Linked DNA regions of Macaca mulatta: region 1 is linked to region 2. Evidence: chromatin contacts called from public Hi-C data. All regions are on one chromosome and are shown on one strand. The core of a region is the stretch at or near the end of the contact, and the rest is flanking DNA. Distances in the headings are between cores, read along the strand shown. Region 1 holds the start of ABT1 (activator of basal transcription 1). Region 2 holds the start of ZNF322 (zinc finger protein 322).

What was found. A called contact is a pair of places that touch in the nucleus more often than the background predicts.
Region 1: a contact with region 2 is called in a Hi-C map of blood, with 4 times the contacts expected there. The contact joins the promoter of ABT1 here to the promoter of ZNF322 in region 2. A contact is called at or near these places in 2 of 14 Hi-C or Micro-C datasets (blood and liver).

The regions. Positions count from the first base shown.
Region 1 is chr4:156,467,901-156,472,965 of T2T-MMU8v2.0, reverse strand. It overlaps ABT1 (activator of basal transcription 1), which reads left to right and starts at 1,739. Exons shown (of 3, transcript XM_001092231.5): 1 at 1,739-1,986; 2 at 2,670-2,866; 3 at 3,020-3,912. The coding sequence starts at 1,746. The coding sequence ends at 3,400. It overlaps TRNAY-GUA (transfer RNA tyrosine (anticodon GUA)), which reads left to right; the gene lies at 1-68.
Region 2 is chr4:156,410,691-156,415,582 of T2T-MMU8v2.0, reverse strand. It overlaps ZNF322 (zinc finger protein 322), which reads right to left and starts at 3,452. Exons shown (of 4, transcript NM_001265932.1): 1 at 3,168-3,452; 2 at 2,279-2,367.

The DNA of each region.
Region 1 (5,065 bases), core at 490-2,989, 59 kb before region 2:
GAGCAGAGGACTGTAGGGGTTTGAATATAGTCATCCTTAGGTCGCTGGTTCGAGTCCGGCTCGGAGGAGTTCCCTTTTAAAAGGGTCTCTCCTGGGCCTGAAATAAAGAAACTTGAAGAACGCAGTGTGCAGCTTGCTATACATGAATTTGTAAGACGCTCAGAGAAGGAAAATAATCCACCTTTAAAATTGCTAACAAGGGTTGCTTCACGGACAGTCGAGTGAGACTCAATTTTCACCAAGTTGAGGAGGGATCATGAGGAATGTGGGGAACGGGATTTTTATATCCCTCCCCTCTTCAAAAAAGGAGCAGTGTACACCTGACAGAAAGTTCTCTTCAATAAAGTTAATGAAACAGGAGTATTTGAATTCGAAGAATCTATTATTAGACTTTTAGACACTCCATGAAAGAGTGTGGGCCCTGTTACTTTAGAAATATACTTGGGGACTGGCAAAAACTGTCATCTCTGATTTTAATAGTGGACACATTTACTCCCTGCTTCCATTCTCTGGGCTACTCTGCGCTCTTGGAGCGAGATGGGAAATTTTGTCAGGCCGCAGCAAGGGCGGATTTATACTGATGGTCCTCAAACTTGCCCCGGGCTGCTTCCAGAAAGCTAATCGGATTATTTGTACTCGGTTCCCAGCAATATCCTTTGCAGTCAGCTTGTCGCTGGCGCGGATCGCAAGAACTGAAACGCCTTAAGGGTGGGGACGGCGCCCCCTGCTGGTCGCGCCCTCGGGCGACGGTAAGAGATTGAGGACTCGAGCCCGCGCGGGGAAAACGGCTATGGGCTTGGCTTAGGGATGGTTCGCAGGTCGCCTGGTAGGAGCAGGACCGCCGGGGCCTTGTCCGTTCTGTGGTTACGTAGGTCATAGAAGGAAAATTGGTTTGTGATCTGATGGGGAATCTGTGAGGACAGACCCAGGGAGGGCAGAACTAAGCGCACCGCCGGGGGGGTCGCCAGAATTGGAGGCGTGTGCGCCTCTGACAAGTATTTGCAACGTAAGTATGCATATGGATAATGTATCAATACACATGTGTAATAGATGCCAAACAAATTATTCAAATAATTGTCACACATTTAAATTTTCAGACATTCACAAAATCAAATGTAAAATATTAAACTGAAAGTTCGCAATTTAAATTTTCAAAAATTAAATCTAATTTCCAAAATTAACCGTTTTCAAAATTAAATTTTAAAATATTCAAAATTCCAAGGTAAATTTCCAGAAATAATTAAAACTTCAAAACTCAAATCTTTTAAATGAAATGTATAAACTTTAAAAGGTGAGTCATTCCTCAGCTGGAATCGCAACCAGGGCCCTCGAATAAAATGCTATTTTGATCGCTAGAACACACAGAAACTTCCCTAAAACTGCTCTACAAAATTCCCTAAAAACCCGGCATCAACCCGCCTTTAGCGGCGTTCTATAGGGTAGGTTGTATCTGGGGATCTGCCTTTTCTGGTTCTGCCTGTCCTGAGTTGGAGATGTAACAGGGAATCTGTGAACCTAAAACAAGCTTCCTATCCCGCTTCCACGCTCTAAATCTGGCTTTCCACCTGACACCCCACTTCCGCCCTCTCCCCTCGGCCTTCCCCTTGACCCGACTGCATCGCCAATCATATCCTTTCATTTGTCATCACCGCCTTGGCCCCGCCCCCTCGTCTCAGGCCGTCGCACACGTTTTGCGTCAGTAGGCAAGGCACTTTACGGCCGTCGTGCCGCTCATGTCAGTCAACATGGAGGCAGAGGAATCGGAGAAGGCCGCAACGGAGCACGAGCCGCTGAAAGGGACAGAACAGACACTAGACGCGGAGGAGGAGCAGGAGGAATCCGAAGCAGCGGCCTGTGGCCGCAATAAGCGGGTAGTGCCAGGTATTGTGTACCTGGGCCATATCCCGCCGCGCTTCCGTCCTCTGCACGTCCGTAACCTTCTCAGCGCCTATGGCGAGGTCGGACGCGTCTTCTTTCAGGCTGAGGGTAAGTATGCAGACCCTGACGGTGAAAGGAGGAGGTTGTCGCTCGCTGGCGGGGTGCAAGCATGGATGTCCTGTTGCTTCGCTGCGCAAGACTGAGGCACGAGTTGTTGGATTTTGGGGGTGGGGAGTGCGGTGCTCGGCTCCTGGCTGGTGAATCAGTCTGTGAGGATGCTGGGGTGGGTGGGCGGAGGGGATATGGGGAGAGTGGGTAGCGCAGTGCGTCTGGTGGTTCTTTAGTTCTCGGATTGTTACTATTCGTGTTTTTATCCCGGCCCTGCTCACCTCTCTTTCCGGATCTGTTTACTGGTTTGTTACATGAGTACAACAGAGTAAAAGCCTCGTTAGCTTTTCTACAAAACTGAACATACCCCTTTAGCATCGCGGCCTAGGTCAAGAAACTGATCAACCGCCCTTCCTCTTTCCACCGTCAATTTTACATTGAGGTTGGGGACTTGCGCGGGTGTTAAATAGCGTTCAAAGCCGGCCAGATTAAGGAGTGGACAATTAAGGAAATAATTGAGTTAGCTAGAGGAAAGGGTGCAATTTACAGTTCCCTCCCTCCTGGGCAAAAACTCTCAGGTGGAACTCCCGCTGGCAGATGTGAAGAACGATGCGGGCAATGGGAAGTGGTTTTGAGTGAGTGCTGCATAGTCCCTGACGGGTCTTTTTGTCTTTGGCGCTCAGATCGGTTCGTGAGACGCAAGAAGAAAGCAGCAGCAGCTGCGGGAGGAAAAAAGCGGTCCTACAGCAAGGACTACACCGAGGGATGGGTGGAGTTCCGTGACAAGCGCATAGCCAAGCGCGTGGCGGCCAGTCTACACAACACGCCTATGGGTGCCCGCAGGCGCAGCCCCTTCCGTTATGATCTTTGGAACCTCAAGGTGAGGAGATAGATCTTTCTGCCACACCTCTCACCCTCCCTTCTCCCCAGCTCTGGCCCAGGTATACCCATGGCTTCTCATTGGTCTTGTCCCCTGTCTCATCTTTCTCCCTAATCTGCACTATCCTGATCTTTTCTTATTTTCTGCCCACAGTACTTGCACCGTTTCACCTGGTCCCACCTCAGTGAGCACCTTGCCTTTGAGCGCCAGGTGCGCAGGCAGCGCCTGAGAGCGGAGGTTGCTCAGGCCAAGCGTGAGACCGACTTCTATCTTCAAAGTGTGGAACGGGGACAACGCTTTCTTGCGGCCGATGGGGACCCTGCTCGCCCAGATGGCTCCTGGACATTTGCGCAACGTCCTACTGAGCAGGAACTGAGGGCCCGGAAAGCAGCACGGCCAGGGGGTCGTGAACGGGCTCGCCTGGCGACTGCCCAGGACAAGGCCCGCTCCAACAAAGGGCTCCTGGCCAGGATCTTTGGAGCCCCACCACCCTCAGAGAGCATGGAGGGACCTTCCCTTGTCAGGGACTCCTGAGGGCCAGGGTGGCCCCTTCCAGCTCCTAGCCCTGCTCTGCTTCCTGTCTACCTCATACTAGAATGATCGTGACTATCCAGGCAAACATTTTACTGTGTTTCTCAGACCAGGTGTCTCTGCTAAGGGCCCAAACGTGCAAGTTTTGAGGGCTTCCACTATCCTCACTCCGAACTCCTGTATATGCCTGGCTGAGTCACCTAGTTCATACTGTCATACTAGCATGATTATGACTATTGCATATGCTTGTTTTGTTTGACTCTTGGCTGCCTACGTCTATAGGGTCCCCTAAAAATCCCACGTTCTGCCCCCAGGAACGGGCCTTTATTTCCAACTAGGGGGATAATGCCTGCAATAATCCCGGCAATCTTTCTCTGTTTAGCAGTCACAGGTGAGGGTGGTATTAGCATCTTTTTTATGTAGAAAAAATTGACAGTTAATGGCGTGGACTGAGTTGGGAAGAAATACATTTCCTAATGTATTTATAGAAAATAAAAATATTTTTTATGCCTTTTTATTTTTGTTGGGGAGGGTCATTGGACAAGTTCCAGCTTTCATCTCCTTGTGTTCACCTTCATCTCCTGATCTTAGAGCCCCCCCGCCCCCGCCACCCACCTTACTGTTTAACCTGGATTTTTTTTTTATTTAATTTCTATTATCTTAGCCCAGTTTATCAATTAGTTATCTTAAGTCAGCATTTTCTAAGCCATTGTTTGAGGAAACAATGACAATAGGTAATAACACATCTTAGTATTAAGAGTTTTACAGGCCACTAGTATAAGATAGGCATCGTGGTAGATGCATATACGGGGTGGAATGGGGGCCACAGCATGTCATAGAGCCCCTCTCAAGGGGGACGTGATTGATGATCACAGTCTTCAGTGGTGAGTCAGTCCTCACCAAGTTTTCCAGGTCATTCCTACAAAATAACTGTAAGAATAATAAAGAAGAAGTTTGAAAGAGTCTGGAGTGCTCCCACAATTGCAAACAATGCTTCCTGGGTGGAGTGTTGAGTTGGAACCATTGTAAAGGTGGGCAAAGCCTAGTAGAGAACCAGTGCGCCTCAGGTGCACTTGTATATAGTGGGGCTGAGGCAAAGGAGCCCTGTAGGCTTCAAAGAATCAGTGTAAGCTACTAAGAGGAACTGAAAACCTAGGTGTCACAATAAACAGTCTACACAGTTTCATGTAGACAAAAATTCTGATCATTTTCCAGGCTGTTTCAGGAAGTGGTAGATGATTATGATTAGTATTTTGCTTGTGCTGTTTGTTTTTGTTTTTTGTCTGTCAATGTGATGATCTGTGTTTTATGGGGTAGAGTGGATTTGTCTACCTTTGGCTGTAAAATATCCTAACCACATGATGATCTTGATAGGTGCACTTTACTGGGTAGAGTAAAAAGGACCACATAGTAAAGCTTGGTATAACATTTCTCACAACCCACATACCTCTTATACTTGGCACAAAAACTACATTTCCACTTAGAAACTTTCATCTTGTTTCTCTTTTTATTTCTTATGGGTTTGTTTCATGTGAATTGTTTCCTCAGGTCATTAATGTCTTCAAGTGAAACAGAAAAATCCAGAATCTGAATTTGACAGGCTGGCATATTTATTCAGAATTCCAAGTGCCCATTGCTACTTCTGCTAGATAAAGAGATACCAATGTG
Region 2 (4,892 bases), core at 2,203-4,702:
CCCGGCTAATTTTTTGTATTCTTTAGTAGAGACGGGGTTTCACTGTGTTAGCCAGGATGGTCTCGATGTCCTGACCTTGTGATCCGCCCGCCTCGGCCTCCCAAAGTGCTGGGATTACAGGCGTGAGCCACCGCGCCCGGCCAAGCCCATTTTCTATGCCTGATTCTTGTGCAAAGCCTTGTTCAAAACCCACTTAAAACAACTAATAAAACAATTTGGCCAGTTAATGATAAATATGAAGATTATGCAAAAACTAGAAAAAATTTATGGAGCAATATTAGAAGGAAAAAGAAGAATTCCCACTCAGAATCACAATTAAGTAAAGATATGCAGGGATACAGACAAATAGCTGTAAGATGGGGGGTTCATTAAAGGTTTTGTCTTTTAAAATTTGTACTATTGTTAAGCTCAATAGGAGAATACAGTGAAAATAAAGGATTCTTAGTTTTGTCACAGCCAGGCAAATCATTTACATTTTTCCCTAAAGTTATCAGTCCAAGGTGTCTTATTTGTGCTAAACAACCAATGAAGTGTGGGGCATTAAGAAGAAGAAGAAAAAAAAAACTGAATAAATAAGGAAATAATTTTCCTATTTATATCCAAGTTTTTTTTTAGATGTCAACACCTAAAAAAGTAAGTGTGGGTGCCAAACCTCAAAACAGATCATAAGGCAGGGCGCGGTGGCTCACGCCTGTAATCCCAGCACTTTGGGAGGCCGAGGTGGGTGGATCACAAGGTCAGGAGTTCCAGACCAACCTGGCTAACACCATGAAACCCACTCTTCACTAAAAAATACCAAAAAATTAGCCGGGCATGGTGGCAGGTGCCTGAAGTCCCAGCTACTCGGGAGGCTGAGGCAGGAAAATGGTGTGAACCCAGGAGGCGGAGCTTGCAGTGAGCTGAGATCGTGCCACTGCACTCTAGCCTGGGTGACAAAGCGAAGAATCCGTCTCAAAAAAAAAAAAAAAAAAAAAAAAAAACAGATCATGACACTTCCCTAATTTCAAATACTGTTTCCTATAACACTCAGAATAAAATCCAAAGTTTTTACTGCCCTACATAATGTGGTACCTCTGCGTATCTTCAGCCTCACAGGCCACCTCCAAGCTTTTTGCACCTGTTCCTTCTGCCTAGAATGCTCTTTCCCATGCAGCTTACTCATTTATTGGACTCAAGTCTCTGCCTGAAGACTACTTCCTCAAAAAGCAGCACACCCTGACTACCTTATTTAAAATTTAGCCTGTGTTGCTTTATCCCATTTTATTTCTCTCCATAGCACTTATCACCATTCAACTTTGTGGTACACATTTTATATTTGTTCATTTGTTTGTCTTTTTACTAAAATATAACTTCTATTAGGGTTAGGACTTAGTCTTTTGCTTACTGTAATATCCCTAGTACCTAGAGTACATTTGTTGAATAAATGAAAAGTGTGAACAAATACCAGAACAAAAAGGCAATCATCATCCTTGGACCCCCAGTAGCAATATAACAGACTAGACCAGTAGCCCTGGCTGGTTCATCTAGCAAGCTCAAATACATCTTTCAAGTCTTAGCTCCAGGGTACCCTCCTTTAGGATGCTTCTCTTGCCGCATCCTAGGAAGAGACTAGTACTCTTTCATGCCTAGGGTCGAAGTGAAAGGAATAAACTGGAAGACAACAAAAGTCCAAGCAGACAGGCTAATTCATACAACTTGAGAGTTCATGGTTATCCTTAAAGGGTATATGGAACCAAGAGACAAAGTTAGTAAAGCATTATTTAAAAACTAGATGGTGTTTATAGGCCTTAGGCTTGGAAATTTCTCATTTATTTTTCATTGATTACATGGATTATCTCATTTAGTCCTCCCAAGGATCCTATAAAATAGGTATTAATACCAATGTTTGGATCTTACAGATGGAAAACCTGATGCTTACGGCAGTTAGATAATCACCCAACAATTTACAAATAGTAAGTAGCAGAGTCAGGATTTAAATACCTATCTTCTGACTCCAGAGCCTACCTAAGCATTAGGCATACTACCCTCTTTGTGTTACAAATCAATCAAAAAGCAATTACTGCAAGCCTAATGTGTATATGCATGCATGTTGAAAAGGAGTAGAAAATAGCCTTAAGTTGGTAGGATAGAGCCCAGTTTTATCACTCTGCTATCTTAGGAGCTAAGAAAGGGCCATTCTCTTTTTCCATATATCTTCTCCCATACTTTCCTTTCACCCTGCCCCACCCCACGCCCCCATCCACATTTATACAGAAACAGAGCCTGGTATGCCACTTACCATAACAAGAAAGACTCTAGACCATCTTCCTTTTGGTTTCAAAAGGTCTCTAGTCCAGAACTATTCACAACACTCAATTCTTCCCTCTCCTAGAGGAAAAATAAATAATGTAGACGATGACCTTGTGAAATTTATAATTCATAATTTTTCTAGAGCTGGCCTAGAAAACTGGTCTGATTTCCTCTCCATTCTAGTGAGCATCCTTCAACCATAGCTTATCTCTTCCTATCTTTGCTTACATTGTTTCTCCTGCAGGAAGTACCTGCCACGGGTAGCCATCAGTTCCGACTAACTCTAGACAAAATGTCAGGAGTCTTTCTGAATAATTACTAACTGCAACTTCGTAACAAAGCCCTAAGCCTCGTTTTTCGTTTGTTTTTTCTCCTTCTGCTAATTGTTTTTGTATGTATTATCTCAGCTTCTAAGATCAAAGACCCATTCGTCTACAAACCCCAAAGTGCACGCGATAAGTGTATATAATATAAAGTTATATGTAATTCCGTTTTCAAAAAAAAAATGGTTATAGGAAGATTAAACAAACCAGATTTTTCTGCAGATAGATTCAACTGCAACATAATTAATTCCTGCACTGAAGATGAAGAGAAAAATCCACTCAACGTCCTTTTTTTCCTCGATATATATGAAAGATATATATTGCTTTGAAAAGTGCCTTGCCGTGTTTACTATTATTATCTCTAGGAACTACCGTACTAAGGTTCTCTTCTTTCAACTTTTCACTGACCATCTTTCAGTCCTCCGTCCGCCGTCAGGGGGGACCAGACCATGCTCAGTGTCCAGGAACAGGGGCTGGTCCCACTCGACTGTGGCCCTGGGTCTTGGGTCCCGCCGCGCACCCTTCCCACCCCTGGGCCCCGCAGGCCGCGCTTACCCTGCAGCCGCCGGCGCCGCCCCTAGGCCTGGGGACAGCACTTCCGGTTACTCTCCGGACACTCGAATCTGGGCTTCCTGGCAGCCGCAGACTCTGCGGTAGTGGATCTAAGAGCCAGGCATCGGGAAGGAAAGAAAAGCGAACCCGGGACGGACGAGAGCTAGGAGCAACTCCCTTCGTGCGCCTAGACTAAGGGAGTTGAGGCCAGGCCGCCTACAGAGCGCTTTAACAGAGCGCTTTAAGGGCCCACAAGGCCGGTTACGCAAACCCTTTCAAGCTGGCTGGGAAGAGGCCGGCGCAGCCCCACCCCCGCAAGTCACATGATCACCCTGGTCCGGCTATTAGGGCGTTTCAACCCCGGCCCCTGGGCCAATAGGAGCCGAGTCTTCGGAAAGGGGCGGGGCCCGGGGCGCCTGCGCTCTGGGAGCCCTCGGCGCTTTGGTGGGAGGCGGTCTTGCTCGCGCAGTGGAAGGTCGGCTGTCGGGGTAGGCAATCACTGCCACCTTGTCTAACAAGAAACGGCACCAACAGCGTTGCAGTTTATGTTACAGTTTTCCCAAGGCTGTTAACTGAGGTCTCAAACCAGGAGTAGAGTCACAAAGATTAGATGCCACTGACCCTGAGAAAAGCACCTGGAAAGATCTGGAAGAGATAGAGGATTCTGAAGCACAGTGGCAGCGTTGTCATCCACGAAGATGTGGCCAGTGAGATGGAAGAAATGCTTTTAAAAGTGGTGGACTTGTGTGGGTGGAGAAAACTGCAGCGAGAGAAAGTACTGTGGGAGGTTCCCCAGTCCTTGCTGATTATGTTTCTGATTTGGAATCAGCTAAGAGTAAATCACCTAGTGGTGGGCTGGAGCAGAACTCACAGTTCTTTAGCTTGAACACTGGGTATTCTCCCAGCTCAGTTGTTCAATTAAAAACAAACAAACAAACAGTTTTTAAATGTCCTCAGCTATCAAAGGGGAAAGGTGAGTAGTAGGAATATGGAAAACTAAACCCTGGGCAGCCTGGCCAAGGACTCGGATTGTGAGCCGATTGCTGGGGTTTAGTAATTGAGGAGCGCAGCCTCTGGGGCACGTGTTCAGTATTAACTAATCATGTTCCTACTATTGGAATTCTTCCGCAGAGGGGCTGCAGCTTATTCTACTTTCATGTTTATTTTTAATGAAACTTCCAATGTTCCACTCAGGGTGGTCTTAACATTTTAAATAATAACATTTTAAGTGTGTAGCATGTATCAAACACTGTTATAACTTTACACTATTGTCTCATTCAGTTGTAACAAAAATTGTGTGAGATATGTATTCTTTTAGGAGGAAACTGGTGCACAGAGAGATTAAGTAGCTTGCCCAGGATCACATATTACTAACTGATAAAGCTGTAATGTGAACAGCCTGATGCCAGATTCTGTGCTTGCAATCACTATACTTATGGCTGCCTCAATAGTGGTGAGTGTATTGTGGAAAAGTATTGGAATAAAAATTAAGCAAGTTGGATTCTGATCTCTGCACTGCGTATAACAAGGTCTGAATATGTGTAGAATTGAACTGTTCAACCTTTTCTTTCAGGAGACATTGGCCGAAAGTACTGTTTTTATTCATTGTTTTATTCAGTTAAACATTTATTGAACACCTCCAATTAACAGGACACTATAGGCCGGGCGCGGTGGCTCACGCCTGTAATCCCAGCACTTTGGAAGGCTGAGGGGGGTGGATCACCTGAG